Regions from separate parts of the Hordeum vulgare genome. Here region 1 is linked to region 2. The links are chromatin contacts, called in public Hi-C maps. All regions are on one chromosome and are shown on one strand. Each heading gives the region's core, a stretch centred on a gene start, on an enhancer-like site or on the middle of the called end of the contact. The rest is flanking DNA. Distances are from core to core; before and after follow the strand shown. Region 1 holds the start of LOC123425417. Region 2 holds the start of LOC123424845 (pre-rRNA-processing protein ESF2-like).

Region 1 (6,785 bases), core at 572-3,071, 200 kb before region 2:
AAAATGTCCAGCAAACTTTGAGATAGCTGTCAAAGCACGTTGATCGGACGATAGTGGGAAAGGGCATTTTTATAAGTGCACCTAACGGCAGAGTGGTAAAAGACCTTTTTTTTTTACTATACACCAACCAGGCGGGCGTTTCGGGAAGAAGTAGTGGGTCCTGCTGTAGGTACTCTCTAAGATTCAAGACCAAGACCTCTGTCCCAATTCAGCAATGCTACACATACATAAGTTTACATAGGTTTTACAAAGAGGTGGATTTTGATTGAAAGAATCCTAGTCAGCGTGTAACCTTGTGTAACTCTTTGTATGTCTAGCATTTTTGCTCCCAATTGAATCATCTTATGTTTGAAACAAAAACAAACCGCAAAAGGAAAAACAGAGAACTATAAGAGGAAACAAACTGAGAATTACAAGTAGTAGAATAAACTTGCAGCATTCTCTTTAGAAATTTCTGGCGTGTACATATAGTAAAACCCAGATCACGAACCACCACCATTACTAACGAACTAGATGATTTTTTGGTACAAAAGGAAGAACTCCAAACTAATTATCTAAAGGAAAACTTATCTCTGTGAGATTTGGTGTAATCCATATGGGGGCCGGACAGTTGGACCAAAGCTGAGGAGACACAAGTTCCTCCCTGCTGTTATTATCCAAGTTGAGGATTCCCAGATCACGGCGCTTATTCTGAAGTCCCATTGTCCAAATTTTGTTATCGTCAGTAAAGTAGGCATGGTTCGCCTTGAGAGCTGGGTATTCTTCAGTACTAAGACAAAGTGACTGATTATGCCCAAGAAACAAGGCATGGCCGTGCAAGCAACTGGTTGGCTCGAGTACGTTCATTGCGGCATCAACTTTATATACTCTAATTTTGCGGGTAATCCAAAACACAGTTGTATTGGGCGTAGATTCTAAATCATAATAGTTAAATTTTCTCCAAACCTGCAGAAGGTCACCGCATGGAGCTTGTATGATATACGTACTAAGATATCTTAAAGTCATTGGTTCCTCCATAATCATCTTCATGGTGGCCACAGGTGCATGGCTTGTAAGATGGAAGCCATGGATTTGTCCCTTGAAAGTCACTGCATACATGACGCCGTCCTTATACATGCAGTCGGCATAGGATGTGTGAGGTGGCATTGGCAACCAGGTCCAGCTGTCAGCCCCTACCCTTGCAACGGAGAGCTGGCAAGACGGGTTGTGAATTAGCACCACAATGTATCCTTCTCCTCCTCCTCCTCCTCCTCCTTGTGAGGATGATGCATCATCAGAAAGAGAAAACACAAAAGCCTTGTGATGGAGTTGGTGCCGCAGCTCGCTAAGAGGACGGTCTGATGGCGGCTCGAGAACATGATTTGAGTATCTATACATGCGGAGGACGCCAGAGCCATCGTATATGGGTTTCACCTGCTTGATGGTGATCACCGACGGCAGGGCAATCTGTTGACCGGTGATGGGATTGAGAAGGTGCATCTCGGACTTGTCATCGACCGTAACCAGCAAGCCCTGAGGGGAGGAGCCAATCAGAGTTCTGGTGCGGATAGGCGGGTCCGGGAGAGCTAGCCTGTACACCTTCTTCTCCACGAGGCTGTAGAGACGCGCGGTGTTCTCGGCGTCGGACTCAGAGGTGTAGAACAGACATGGCGTCTGGGAGTGCTTGTACAGCCCGTGGTTGCGCAGGGTTTGGTAGGCGGAGCGCCAGGAGGCGCACACGGAGCCGGCACGCACCAGGTCGGGGATTTCGAACGTGGTGAAGATGTCCATCAAGATGTCCTGCGGCAGATCCGGCGTCGTCTGGATCCTCCCGTCCTCCATCGCCAAGGGGAGACGTACGGTTCCTTTCTTGGCAGTAGTATATATCTCCCCTAGTAATAAAGCGCGAAGCGCTTCTGCCGTCCGTCGTGGCAATTTTGCAGAAAACCCTCTATGTTTATTGGTATTCAACCCGCAGTCCTCTGATAAGTTAATCAAATCGTTACAGGCAAGAGAAAAGAAAAAAAAACGCACGGTGACCTTGCCTTGCATCTCCACCTCCGACGCATCTCCACCTATCGCGCGCCACCGGCCCCCGCCGCAGTCCCCATCCCCGCCACATGCCGCCGCAACCGTCCCCTGCCGGACCCCGCTGCAGCCGGCCCATGCCGCGGGGGGAGAGGCTTTCCCGTCCGTCTGCCCCTCCTAGGGCCCGATGCACCCGAGGTCGCGAGCCGCCGCCCCCGCCGTCGCCGTCATCGGGAGGACGATACCGCCGACGGTCCCCGCCGCCCTTGCCGCCGCCCTCCCCGCGGCCGCACCACCACCACCAGCGCCGGGCCCGCGACCCGCTGCCCCCGCCAAGGCGCAGCAGCCCCGAACGGCCGCCGCCCTCGCGCCGATTGGATGAGAAGCCCCTCCCGCCGCCAGCGGCCGCGCTCGTCGCCTGCGCCGAGCGGCGCTGGCGCACCGACGTGCTCCTCGAGGCCGGCCGCCTGGCCGCCCACGACGTGGTCGCGCAGGGCGTCCTCCCCGAGCACGTTCAGCACGCCCGGGAAGACCCCCAGCCCCAAACAGCACCACGTTCTCCACGCCAGGGACGACCCCAAGCACCTCAACCCCATCCCCAGCCCCCGCCCCGAGATCTCCGCCCCCGCCGGCTACGCGATTGGAACTGAACTTCAAGTGACAGGTGAAATGGAGGCTCCGCAAAGTAAGTAGGAATCTGAACCTCCGATTTACAAGCATTTGCTCGCTGTTCTGGTAGTTCTTATCTAAATCATGCATGCCAGGCAATCTTTTAATCCTGAGCTGAATAATTACGTCCAAAGATAGGTTCCATCGAGGAATTGAGAACCTGATGTACCACATTGTGTGCAATACCATTTAGCATCCTGGATATATGATAAACAGATGGCTGCAACTGAATGGAGATGGAGAAAAATTCTGCTAGCGAGCGCCTGACTGTCCAATGTACATCGTCAGAGTCGAGTCTTCTACTTGCAGCAGCTTTGGCTAGAGGCAAACACTCAGTGAGAAAAGTGGCTTGCTTGAGCTGAAATATCCGTGCTGACTGAAGAAAGGAATTAATAATAGGAGTCGATGCCTAAATCTGAATCTGCTGTCCAAATTTTCCATCTGGAATATCTATAAACTCAGAGAGCCAATGAGCATGGACATGGTGATCAACATCCCGAGAGCGAGCAAATGCTTTTAAACAATGAGGAAGCAATGCTAAAGCAAGATGCCGAGGAGCAGGTGGAGAATGAGCAGTTGCTACCTCATCCTGCTACAGACGTTAATCACCGGATTAAGGAGGAGCAAATGCTTCTAGATGATGTTACAGTTGTGCATGACTTGGATTATTGTGATCTGAATAGATCCGACGGTGTTTGTTGTTTTTGTTGATATAGGCCAAGGCAAATGACTACCGTTCTAGGATCTCTGGCAGCTAGGAGGACGCAAGATGCTGATGGCAGCAGCAGCCTCAACTATAATAGGAAAAAGAAGCGAAGAAAGAATAATTTTCCATCTAATGCTGACTTGAATGGGAAAGAAATATTTGATGATAATGTCACTAATGTTGACAGGCAATCGGTTCCATCTGATGTATTTGGCAAAGTAGACATCCAAGAGGAAGCTAAAACTCTAGATATAGGTGATCGGGACAATATCAGTGCAGAAGTTACAGATACTGTTGGTCAGAATCAACCTTGTTATTATGTGAAGCTTTCTTTCCCTGATGCAGTTTTTTCGATTTTGAGAAGTTGAGGGATGCTAATCTGTTTGCAATTGGTCAGATCTGGGCCCTTTTTGATAACCTTGATGGCATGCCAAGATATTATGCTAAAATAAAAGGTTTTGATGCCTCCAACTTTAAAGTTCATCTCACTTGGCTGGAGCGCATTGCAATGAATGAAGCAGAGGAGAAATGGTCTGATGAAGAACTGCCCGTTGCTTGTGCAAGCTTTAGCTTAGGAACAACAGATATATCGCAAGACAGACTCATGTTTTTAAATATTGTTTCATGGAAGGCAAACGGAGGAAATATGAAGTACATCCCAGTAAGGGTGTGGTATAGGCTCTTTATAAGGGATAGAACATGCAGTGGGGACCAGATGCAGATAATCATAGATCCTATGAATATGAAGTCGTGAAAGTCCTGTCAATTTTTTCAGTTAGTGCTGGCGTTACTGTTGTCCCATTAGTCAGGATTGAAGGCTTTGTCAGTTTATTTGCGACCGTTAAGGAGAAATCTGACATTGTGGTGGCACCAAGTGAGCTACTTCCTTTTTCTCACCGTGTTCCGTTTTATAGGACAAATGGGAATGAAAAAGTGGCAACAGCAATGCCAAGGTGTTGTCATGCCACGTTCCCTTTGTGTTTAATCTGCTGCACTGCTACTGGACGGGAACATTTTTTCATTAGAGTCTAGACGGTGGCGTGGATAACTGTCGGGGCAAAAATTTCGATTATTCTGCACTACTTCGGCACCAAGGTGTTTCCTTTCCTATGTGAAACTGACAATCGCGAGTGCTTGAAAAATTCGACAGGTGATCCTCACACCGACGCATCTTGCAATTGTGATGGAGTACGCGGCCGGCGGCGAGCTCTTTGATCGAATAGTTGATCGTGGGCGGTTCAGCGAGGACGAGGTCACGATTTACAACCCTTCTTTCTATCTTCTTTGCCCAGCACAAGTTCGAAATCCAGAGTGAAATTTACTGTTGAGCGTTCTCCCCCCCTCTGATTGCTGCAGGCCACATATTTCTTCCAGCAGCTGATCTGCGGCGTAAGCTACTGCCATCACATGGTATGGAGAAGCAATAAATTACTCTCATACTAGCTGGACATCAAGCAAGTTACAGTTCACATCTTTCTTTGAGTAGAAGGTCCCAACGCTGATTTTTCAAATAAATGTGAGTGGGACCTGAAAATATGTTAAATGTTGCAATCACTTTACTGCTTGCCAGCAAATATGCCATAGGAATTTGAAGCTAGAGAATGTTCTCTTGGATGGCAGCCCAGCTCCGCGGTTCAAGATATGCGATTTTGGGTACTCCAAGGTTGGTTGTCGAATCTCATTATAGTTTCTTTTTCCTGAGCAATTTTTGTTAACAACAAATCTGATAGGAGTGTGGGCACATGCACTATAAATCCTGTCATGTTTCTGCAAGTCTGCATAAGAATAATTGGTTGCTGTTTACTGCTAATCATTGTACCCTTTGCCATTTTGTGAAAGTCATCGGTACTACATTCAAGGCCCAAGTCTGCAGTGGGTACACCAGCATACATTGCACTGGACGTTCTTTGTCGCCAGGAATATGATGGGAAGGTGACCTAAAAGAAACCCTTCTTTATATATGATGTGCGTTTTTATGTTTCTGAAATTTGTAAGCACATCTTCTGAGAGCACACCCCTTATGTTCTTCGTCTTGGCATTGTGTATGGATAGATTCACTCATCTTGCTACAACCATGACATGCACAAAAATACATGATGCAGACATGCTGCATTACTTAAAAGAATGAGTTGCCACGCAAAACAAACCTGAAAGTGTTGTTTGGTTGAGCACCATATTTGGGAGTAGAAGTTGTACTAACTCTTTAGGTGATGTTGACTGAAGTTCTACATGAAAAATTATACAAGACCGTGATAGGATATGGTACAGGATGTGCTTGAGTTTATGGTTTTGATTTTTTGTAGGAAGTTGAATCTAACAGCCCACAGTTTTGTTTCTTGATTATGGAAGTTGAATTCGATTCAACATTAATATCAATGTGAGGAAGGGACTTGGATCATGGACGATGGCTGTTTTGGGAATAGGAAGGCCGTGGCGGAGGAAAAGAAGGTCTTGCCGGAGGGGTTCCGGCTGGAGAGGCATGTAACGGAGGAGTTGAATATTGCGTATGCATACCATGAATTTACCAGCCTGGAGAATGGAGAGATCTTCAAATGGTTCGATTCCCATATGGATCACAAGATTTGAAGGCGCATCATTTCTAGATGGCCAGCTTGATGTCGGATTCATGGAGTGTTGCTGGTTTTGAGAGGATGCACCATTATGATTCATCGGAGGTGGACAGAAAGCAGTATATTCTTATCTTCAAAGCTTATAGTTTAACATACCCAATTATGAAATACGATCTCTCATAGTGTCATGATTTCCTTTGCTATTGTGTTCACTGCCGTATTGGTGTCACACGCAAATGGCTGAACTGCCCTCATTGTTGTTACTGTTGTAACTCATCCCACAGAAATTAAAACTTTAAAAGAAACTCCTTCCGTCTAAAAATAGATGTCTAACATTTAACATTATAATTAACATTTATTAAAATTAATGCTGCATAATGGCAAAACAAGTAGGGTTTGTATTTTTTTTCTAGCCCGGTGCAACGTACGGGCATTTGTACTAGTATAAATAAAGGTTTAATTGACGGAGAAGAGCACGGAGATTGCAGGCAGGCTTGTAATAGTAGATCAGCAGCCGAGGGTGAAGCAGCAAATAGATCTGAATTAATCCAGGCCTTGTAGAATCGGACTTCCAGCCAAGGGTGCTGTTTAAATTATGGATCGCTGGGAACAAACATAAGGAAACATCGATCCCAGCAGGGAGTCCTCCTATTCAGCGCCAAGATTTTTTTTTCTTTCAAACAAGAGCACGGAGATTGCAGGCAGGCAGGCTTGTACATCAATAATAATGCTAAACATACGGACAACTTGTTACAGACTTTTACAGAACGGCAACGTGTCCTAATTTAATTGCCCCCCTGATTTTCACTAGTGGGGCCGCCACCCTTAATCAA
Region 2 (7,369 bases), core at 4,160-6,659:
TCCTTTTCCCTGGCGCAGGCGGGAACCCCCTTGTGTTGCCCCTTCGCTGCTTGTCGACGAGCACCTTGCCGCGCCGCCCCTCTGATCCCCATCGCATCGTCCCTCGCTCGTCCTCGTCGGCGGTCACATGCTCGTTTTGAGGAGGATATAAAAAGGTTTATGTGCAATAGAGCGTGTCATGTCACGGGGTTTTGATGCATCAACGAAAATTGCATCAATCCTCGAGGTGAGAATGGGCTATGCATGGTACCGAAGAGGCTAGCAAATATAAGGAGGTGAGATTGTCTATGTTCATGATGTCACATTAGTCATGAAGAACTCATATACTTATTGCAAAGTTTTATTAGTTTTATCACAAATCAAAGTATTACTCGCATGCCTCAAGGGAGAGGGTTGATAGGAATTAACCATCGCGCGACTCCGACTCAAAACAACACTAGAATTTCAATAAGGAATAGAAATGCTCACACATCATCACCGTGCCCTTTTAATTTTTTAGATGAACAAGAAGTTTAACATCTCTTAATATCGACACCTCTCTGAATTAATAATAATGCACTCACACCTTTTTCATATTACCATATCAATATCATTAATTTTTCTATATGTGCTACATGATGGTTTAATTATCACTCATTGAACACCCATTATTTTTTATCTAGGCTTATGACCCATGAAAATTATCGTCACTATTTATTTTAACTCTCAAACAAATATAAATGAAGAATGAGAGCATATTATTTCTATAAAATTTACACGCCACCGTGCTCAACAAGATATAAGTGAAGTACTAGAGCAACTGCTAAGCTTAAAAGATATAAGTGAAGCACATGGAGTATTTTAATAAATTTTAATGATGTGGTATCTCTCTTAAATATGTGTGTCCAACAAACATTGATTGTGGCAAAGTGAAAGCAAAAGCAAACCAAAGCAAACAACGCTTCAAGCAAAACTCATATCATGTGATGAATAAAAATGTAGCTTTAAATGACATACCGATGAATTGAGACGAAAGAGGGAATGCCTTCCGGGGCATCCCCAAGTTAAGACGCTCGAGTCTTCCTAGAATATTACTTTGGGATGCCTTGGGCATCTCCAATCTTAGGCTTTTGCTACTCCTCAATCGTTAGTCCATCGAGTTAATAGCCAAAACTTAAAAACTTCAATCACATAAAACTCAACAAAACTTCTTGAGATCTGTTAGTATAAGCAACATATCAAATACTTTCAGGTACTGTTATAAGTTGATTCTTATTTTACTTTATCATAAGGTACTGTATTCTAACTTCTCCATAGCTTATACCCCCTGATACAATCCATAGCATCATCAAGACAAGCAAATTATGCAGGAAAAATAAAATCTGATTGAAACATAACAGTTTGTAGTAATCTGTAATGAATCTATACTTCTGTAATTTCACAAATTCTAAAAAAACAGGACGGCCTGAGGAATTTGTTCAGAAATACTGTGTAAAAAATCAGCTTAAAAAGACGTTTCAGTAAAATCAAAGAAATTCTGCACTGGACGTTAAATTTTCTGTTTTTACACCGTATCAATTCTACTTATCATGCAAATCATCCCAAAGGCTTTACTTGGCACAAACACTAACTAAAACATAAAAACACAATCATTATAGTGGCAATAATCATATTTTCACAAACAAACAGAAAGTAGAAGGCAAAAATAAAGATAACTATTGGGTTGCCTTCCAACAAAAGTTATTGTTTTATGCCCCTAGCTAGGCATATTGTATAGTTTCAAATGTTGTCATCTTTGCTCATAAGGGTTGCAATCTCCTTCATTACCTGGTTTTCCCTAACGCAAAGAACAACAAGCTTTTGTCCTTTTGGTATCAAGCCTCCTACTGTGTAGCATGACGTTCTCGTGGATCTTAGAGATAGAATTGAACAACCCTCTAAAATTAGACTCCATACTAGTTCTAGCTTCTTTTATTAGCTCAGTTTTGGCAATGGCAAACTAGTATGACAGATTCAATGGTTTCTATTTTAGGTTGTCCAAATATATTTTTCATCTTATCATAGGTGTCAATAGCATTGTTTTCAAGAAAATCTTTTTCGAACATAGAATCCAAGACACGTCTGTGGGAAAGGATAGACCAACATAAAAACTTCTGAGAAGCAATTTAATATGACTCTTACGATTAGCTCTAGCTTGTATTCTTAATAATCTATCCCAACCTTCTTTGAGTGACTCATCACCTACTTGCTTAAAGTGCAAGATTAGGGAACCCTCTCCAAAGTAAGGAGGAAGGGGCATATCTGAAGAGGAGGTAGCCATGGCTAGTAACAAGCAAAGTCAAACAAACTAGAGAACGAAGATGCGATCTCATGACAAGCTAAGCAAGCAAAGGTAATTATTTTTGTATTTTCATTCTTTTATGATACAAACTAAATATACCAGCAAATAAAAAAAAAGGGACAAGTGAATGAAAACTTGTGTGAAGTTACTTGGTGATTACAGTCTTACCTCGCTAAAAATGGAAATAGAAATAAAAACTGTCTACAACATTGCAGCAAACTGTAACACCCCATGAGAATCACAACAGAACGAGATATGGCCAATACAGGGTAATATTACTTCACTCTTTCAAATTAACAATAGTGTACATCCATCCCAGTATTACAGCAGAAGCAATACATATTTGGCAATCCGCAATCACCAAACGACCAAACCATTCACCGTCCATTACAAAAAATGACAGCCTAATCTACAAAGGTGGGGCAGATGGTGAAGACAGCAATTATCCTGTGCTAGAACATTCAGTTTGCAATGCTCCAATCCACCGGGAATCAAAATCGATCATGATGAACTACCGAATACCTGCAAGTGTGATGAAAGCAGGTCAAATGACTAGCTAGCTAACATAAAAAACACAACCAGATAAACTGCCAGAGGGCTGCACACTTACTCCGGCCAGAATATTTTTTGAGAGCTTTGCCTTTTTATTAGGGCCTCTCTCCTCAACTGCTCTATTCTGTCGAGGAATTGGACAATCCTTATTCGTCTCACCAACATCATTGGATTCTTTTCCTTCAGTCTTTTGCTTCTGTTTCAAGGATGTCACCAACGTATATAGAGATTTTAGTAATGAAACTTGCAGTCAACTGCAAAATAGGGGAGAAAATATCCAGTGTTCGGGCTAGCTTGTAACTGAAATGTTTTTCCTACTATAACCAAACCATGTATCACCAAGTGTCTGGTAATCATAAATAAAGATGACACGGGACAGAAAGAAAATCCCCAGTGAATTATGCTAGCAGAAGTATGTTAAAAATAGAACATACCTTTTTTATGCGCTCACGAATAAATTTCTGTGTACGAGACTTTTCAGCATTAGAGAGATAATGATCACGTTGTTTCTTTGCAGCTGTTATCTCCAATGTTAATTTCTGTTCCCTGATATGAGTCTTCTCAGCTGCATTAAACTCCAAGGATTAGACTACCTACAAATCAGTTCACATTACTGACAAGTTTATAGCTACTTTACAATTTTGTACTTGAGGCATACCTATTTCACCAACCAGATCATCCCATTTGAACTTCCTGAGATACTTTATGTTCCAGATGTCATAATAAAATGACGACCTCTTCTTCCCACCTAATAAAATACATCGGTCATCAATAATTGTCAGACGAGAATAATTGAGCTCTCTAGCACACATTGTATAGCTCTTCAAACATGACAGAGCCGACAAAAGCAACCCTTTTGAGGCCAAAAATTGAGGGTTTTGAGGGTCAGGCAATAAAAAGGAAGAACAGATCATCCATGTTCAGTACATCTAATGTAAACCAGCGGTAACATAGAAAGAATAAAACACATTAAACACAGAGCCGAGAACACACCTATTTGTTCACCATTAAGCAAATTAGCCACCCTCTTGGCGACACTTTTCTTTGCAAACTCAACCCACCTACAAAGATTTTAGGAACATTATTAAGGCCATACAAGTAACAAATAGAACAATAAAAATATGTCAAAATTGTGAAATACTAGACATCATCTACCATATGTTTACATGATTACTCCAGAAATACAATAAGTAGACAATGGTAAGTATTGCTCCATGTTTGACTTTCAGCATAAAACCGAAAAATGGGATCTAGCAAGTCTCTCCAAAGCAGCTCATCTATGTACTTTCATAACATACCCTTCGGAGTAAGCCTTCGCTTTTACGTTACTATGCTTTCGATGACCTTGACCTGGAGGGAAGAGATGACATTAGTACATAACAGTTAAGAAGTTGGGCTCTTTTCATTTACAAATATGTAAGCATTTTAAAGAGCAGCAGAGCACTTCACATTCTAAGGCGTATAATCGTGAGGGACGGGAAAAACAACTCACTGTCGCTGCACGTAATACTGCCGCAGCAACATGTGCAATCAGCATGTAAAACATGATTATCATTTGATGACATGTTCTGTTTGGATTTTCCCCTCCCCCTAGAAGAAATGAAGAATGCTTTCACAAATACAAGCAAGACAAACAAACAAGATTATCATTCGATGACATGTTCTGTTTGAATTTCCCCCTCCCCCTAGAAGAAATGAAGAATGCTTTCACAAATACAAGCAAGACAAACAAACCCAGAACTCCGTGAACAGCCTTCTGCCACCGAAATACAGCCTTGTTACACGCGTTGAGGCATGCTATTTGCAGCAGAAGCTCTGCACGGGGATTACACGCATCACCCTTGATTATCCAAGGGAGACTTGAACATCAGATAAATATGGTTTGTTCTCTCCGGTTTTCCTAGGCTAGCTAATAACATCACTGCGTTGCCCTCTGCATATTCGCACGAAAAGAAAGAAAGAGTAGGGCTTTCAGCTTATTGTGTTCCTCAAATGAACGCTTAGCTTTGGTACCGTATCATCACAAATTAGTAAAAGCATAAAAACAATTCAGTTCATGACGGGGGGATTACCTTCGGGGACGAGGTAGATCCTCTGCACCTCGCCGTACTTGGAGAAGATCTGGCGGACGTGCGACGGGTTCATGTGGGGAGGGACGCGGCTGAGGTAGCACACCCCGCGCTTGCTGAAGCCGCCCAGGCTCTTCTTGTTCAGAGGCCGCTTCCTCTTCTTTCCTGCCCCTCCAACCTCCTCGCCTTCGCTCCCGGTGCCTCCTTCCTCCTCTCCGACCACGTCTTCCTCTTCGTCGGCGTGGTACTCCTTCTCGGTGGTCTCTGCCATGGGTGGCGGTCGCGGGCGGGTTGAAGGTCGCCCACTGGGTGGTGGAGGCGTTTGTGGCGGCGGCCTGAACGTCGGCGAGTGCGTCGCTCGTCGGGGCAAGGGGCTCGCTGGCGGCGGTGGTGGAACTAACGGCGGCACGCTAGGTTTGCGGGCGCTGGAAGGCTGGGCCGGATGAGACAAGAGGAAGGAGAGGCTCCTGCCCGCTGGGGGGGGGGGGGGGGGGGGGGGGATTGACTTCTCTCCTACGAGGTGGGCCTCCATAGAGGGACATGGGCTGGGCTTTAGCCTCGGCTGCTTGGAGCATATTTTTTTCTGTTAGCTCTCAGGTCATGTCCCTAAAAAAAGCTCTTAGGTCATGGATTTGTTACCACTCAAAAAAAAAGGGTCATGGATTTGTTTAAAAAAAAACACCCTATGAACACATGCACGTAACTCTGCCCTTATGAACGAACACCTCCAAGGGAATAGGCCAGCAAAACTTAAGATGGATGAAGTCGCCACAAGCACCTTGTAGTTGACGGGCACATTGTACCAATGAATGAATAGCAGGGAAGAAGCCGAAATAAATTCAGAAAATATGTCAACATTTGGTCCCTATCCAACGGCACGGGTAAGAAACCTCCTCTTTAGGGGAAAAAGTCCAATTTCAATCTCGAATTTGTATTGATCGGACGGAATAAACCCTCAACTCGAAATCCCGGTCGATTGCACCCTAAACTATGCAATCCCGGTCTAAATCAAACTCTCGCACCATGTCAACCGGGATTCATTTTTTGGGCCGGCCCGTTTTAAAATCACGAACATATTTAATATTTTTAGAACATATTTCAAAACGGACAACACATTTCCAAACAAATAATTTTTTCCCTGAAACATGAACATTTTTTATAATATGTGAACCATTTTATAAAATCTCTCAAAAATAGAAAACGTGAATTTTTTCAAAATCGGAACATTTTTCAAATTCGAAAATATTTTTTGGATGCGCGAACATTTTTTCTTGTAGTTGCGGAGTGATGCATGCATTTGTTCTTGTAGTTGTGAGTATATTAAGACTGTAGCTTAAGCTCTACCTGGTCAGCATTTTTTTAAATTTGTTAATCATTTTCAAAAATGACGAACCTTTTTTCAAATATTTCTTACAGTGTGTTGGGACAAATCCGGTCCGGCGATGAACCCGAATAGCCTACAGGTACGCATAATACACACCATGACAATCCACACATACACGTACATGCACACGTAATATACAATAAATATTTTAACAACACACAATGAACTCTATATAATATAAGTGAAAATAAACAGTAAAAAAAGGAAAGAAGAAAAAAATGTATATGATTTATTAATATTTTTAACATGTATTCTAAAAAAATGTTAATCATATGTTAAAAACCATTTTAAGGTGCTTCCTACGTGCTATAAAATAACCTGTGGACTTCACAATGTTTATGAAAATCCCTGAATTTAAATTTTGAAAATCCATTTACTTGTTTTCAAAATCGTTGAACTTTTTTTATATCAGTGGTTATTTCTTTAAAATTCATGAACTTTTTTTCTTACTTTTTTTAATTCCGTAAATATTGTGATATCCGATAGCGAGATGGGCCTGACTGGTCTGGCCCGGTCTTTTCCGCGCGTGCGCAGCTCAATCCCGGTCAAGTCAGCAATCCCAGTTTGCCAAAAGAATCCAGGGTTCTTTTTAGACCAGGATTACATAGTTCAGGGTGCAATCGACAGGGATTTCGAGTTGGAGATTCATTTCGTCGAACCTCTACAAATTCAGGGTTCAAAATGGACTTTTTCCCTCTTTGGGTGGCTGCAGGTGAGACCGCTATGAAATGAAATGCAGTGCCCGGCGCATCGGTGCATCCTCATATTGTCCTTGCATTTGGTCCCGAGGGGTGTTGGTCAGTCCAGGCGTATAAAGACCAAATGAGCGGTATGGTTAGGTCAACTGTTTTGACGGGATTAACTGGACGGACGTTTAGGGAGAAAGTAGGAGTCTCATTGTAGATGCTCTAAGCTAGGCTTACTTCGTCCCATGTTATGGATGTTGGAAAACCATTTTTGTAATTTCGTTGTTTCCAATCCAAGATGAAACTGAACAATCAAAATTAATTAGGTTTAGCATGCCTCCAGCGGTAAAAAGGAACA

Evidence for each region. A called contact is a pair of places that touch in the nucleus more often than the background predicts.
Region 1: a contact with region 2 is called in a Hi-C map of leaf, with 4 times the contacts expected there. The contact joins the promoter of LOC123425417 here to the promoter of LOC123424845 in region 2. A contact is called at or near these places in 2 of 6 Hi-C or Micro-C datasets (both in leaf).

The regions. Positions count from the first base shown.
Region 1 is chr2H:53,304,745-53,311,529 of MorexV3_pseudomolecules_assembly, reverse strand. LOC123425417 reads right to left here and starts at 1,821. Exons shown (of 1, transcript XM_045109116.1): 1 at 547-1,821. The coding sequence starts at 1,821. The coding sequence ends at 547. LOC123424847 (serine/threonine-protein kinase SAPK4-like) reads left to right here and starts at 2,481. Exons shown (of 6, transcript XM_045108545.1): 1 at 2,481-2,692; 2 at 4,533-4,634; 3 at 4,739-4,792; 4 at 4,953-5,045; 5 at 5,222-5,314; 6 at 5,686-6,785. The coding sequence starts at 4,566. The coding sequence ends at 5,763.
Region 2 is chr2H:53,110,209-53,117,577 of MorexV3_pseudomolecules_assembly, reverse strand. LOC123424845 (pre-rRNA-processing protein ESF2-like) reads right to left here and starts at 5,409. Exons shown (of 7, transcript XM_045108541.1): 1 at 4,945-5,409; 2 at 4,171-4,222; 3 at 3,866-3,933; 4 at 3,531-3,620; 5 at 3,307-3,437; 6 at 2,931-3,068; 7 at 2,584-2,842. The coding sequence starts at 5,212. The coding sequence ends at 2,822.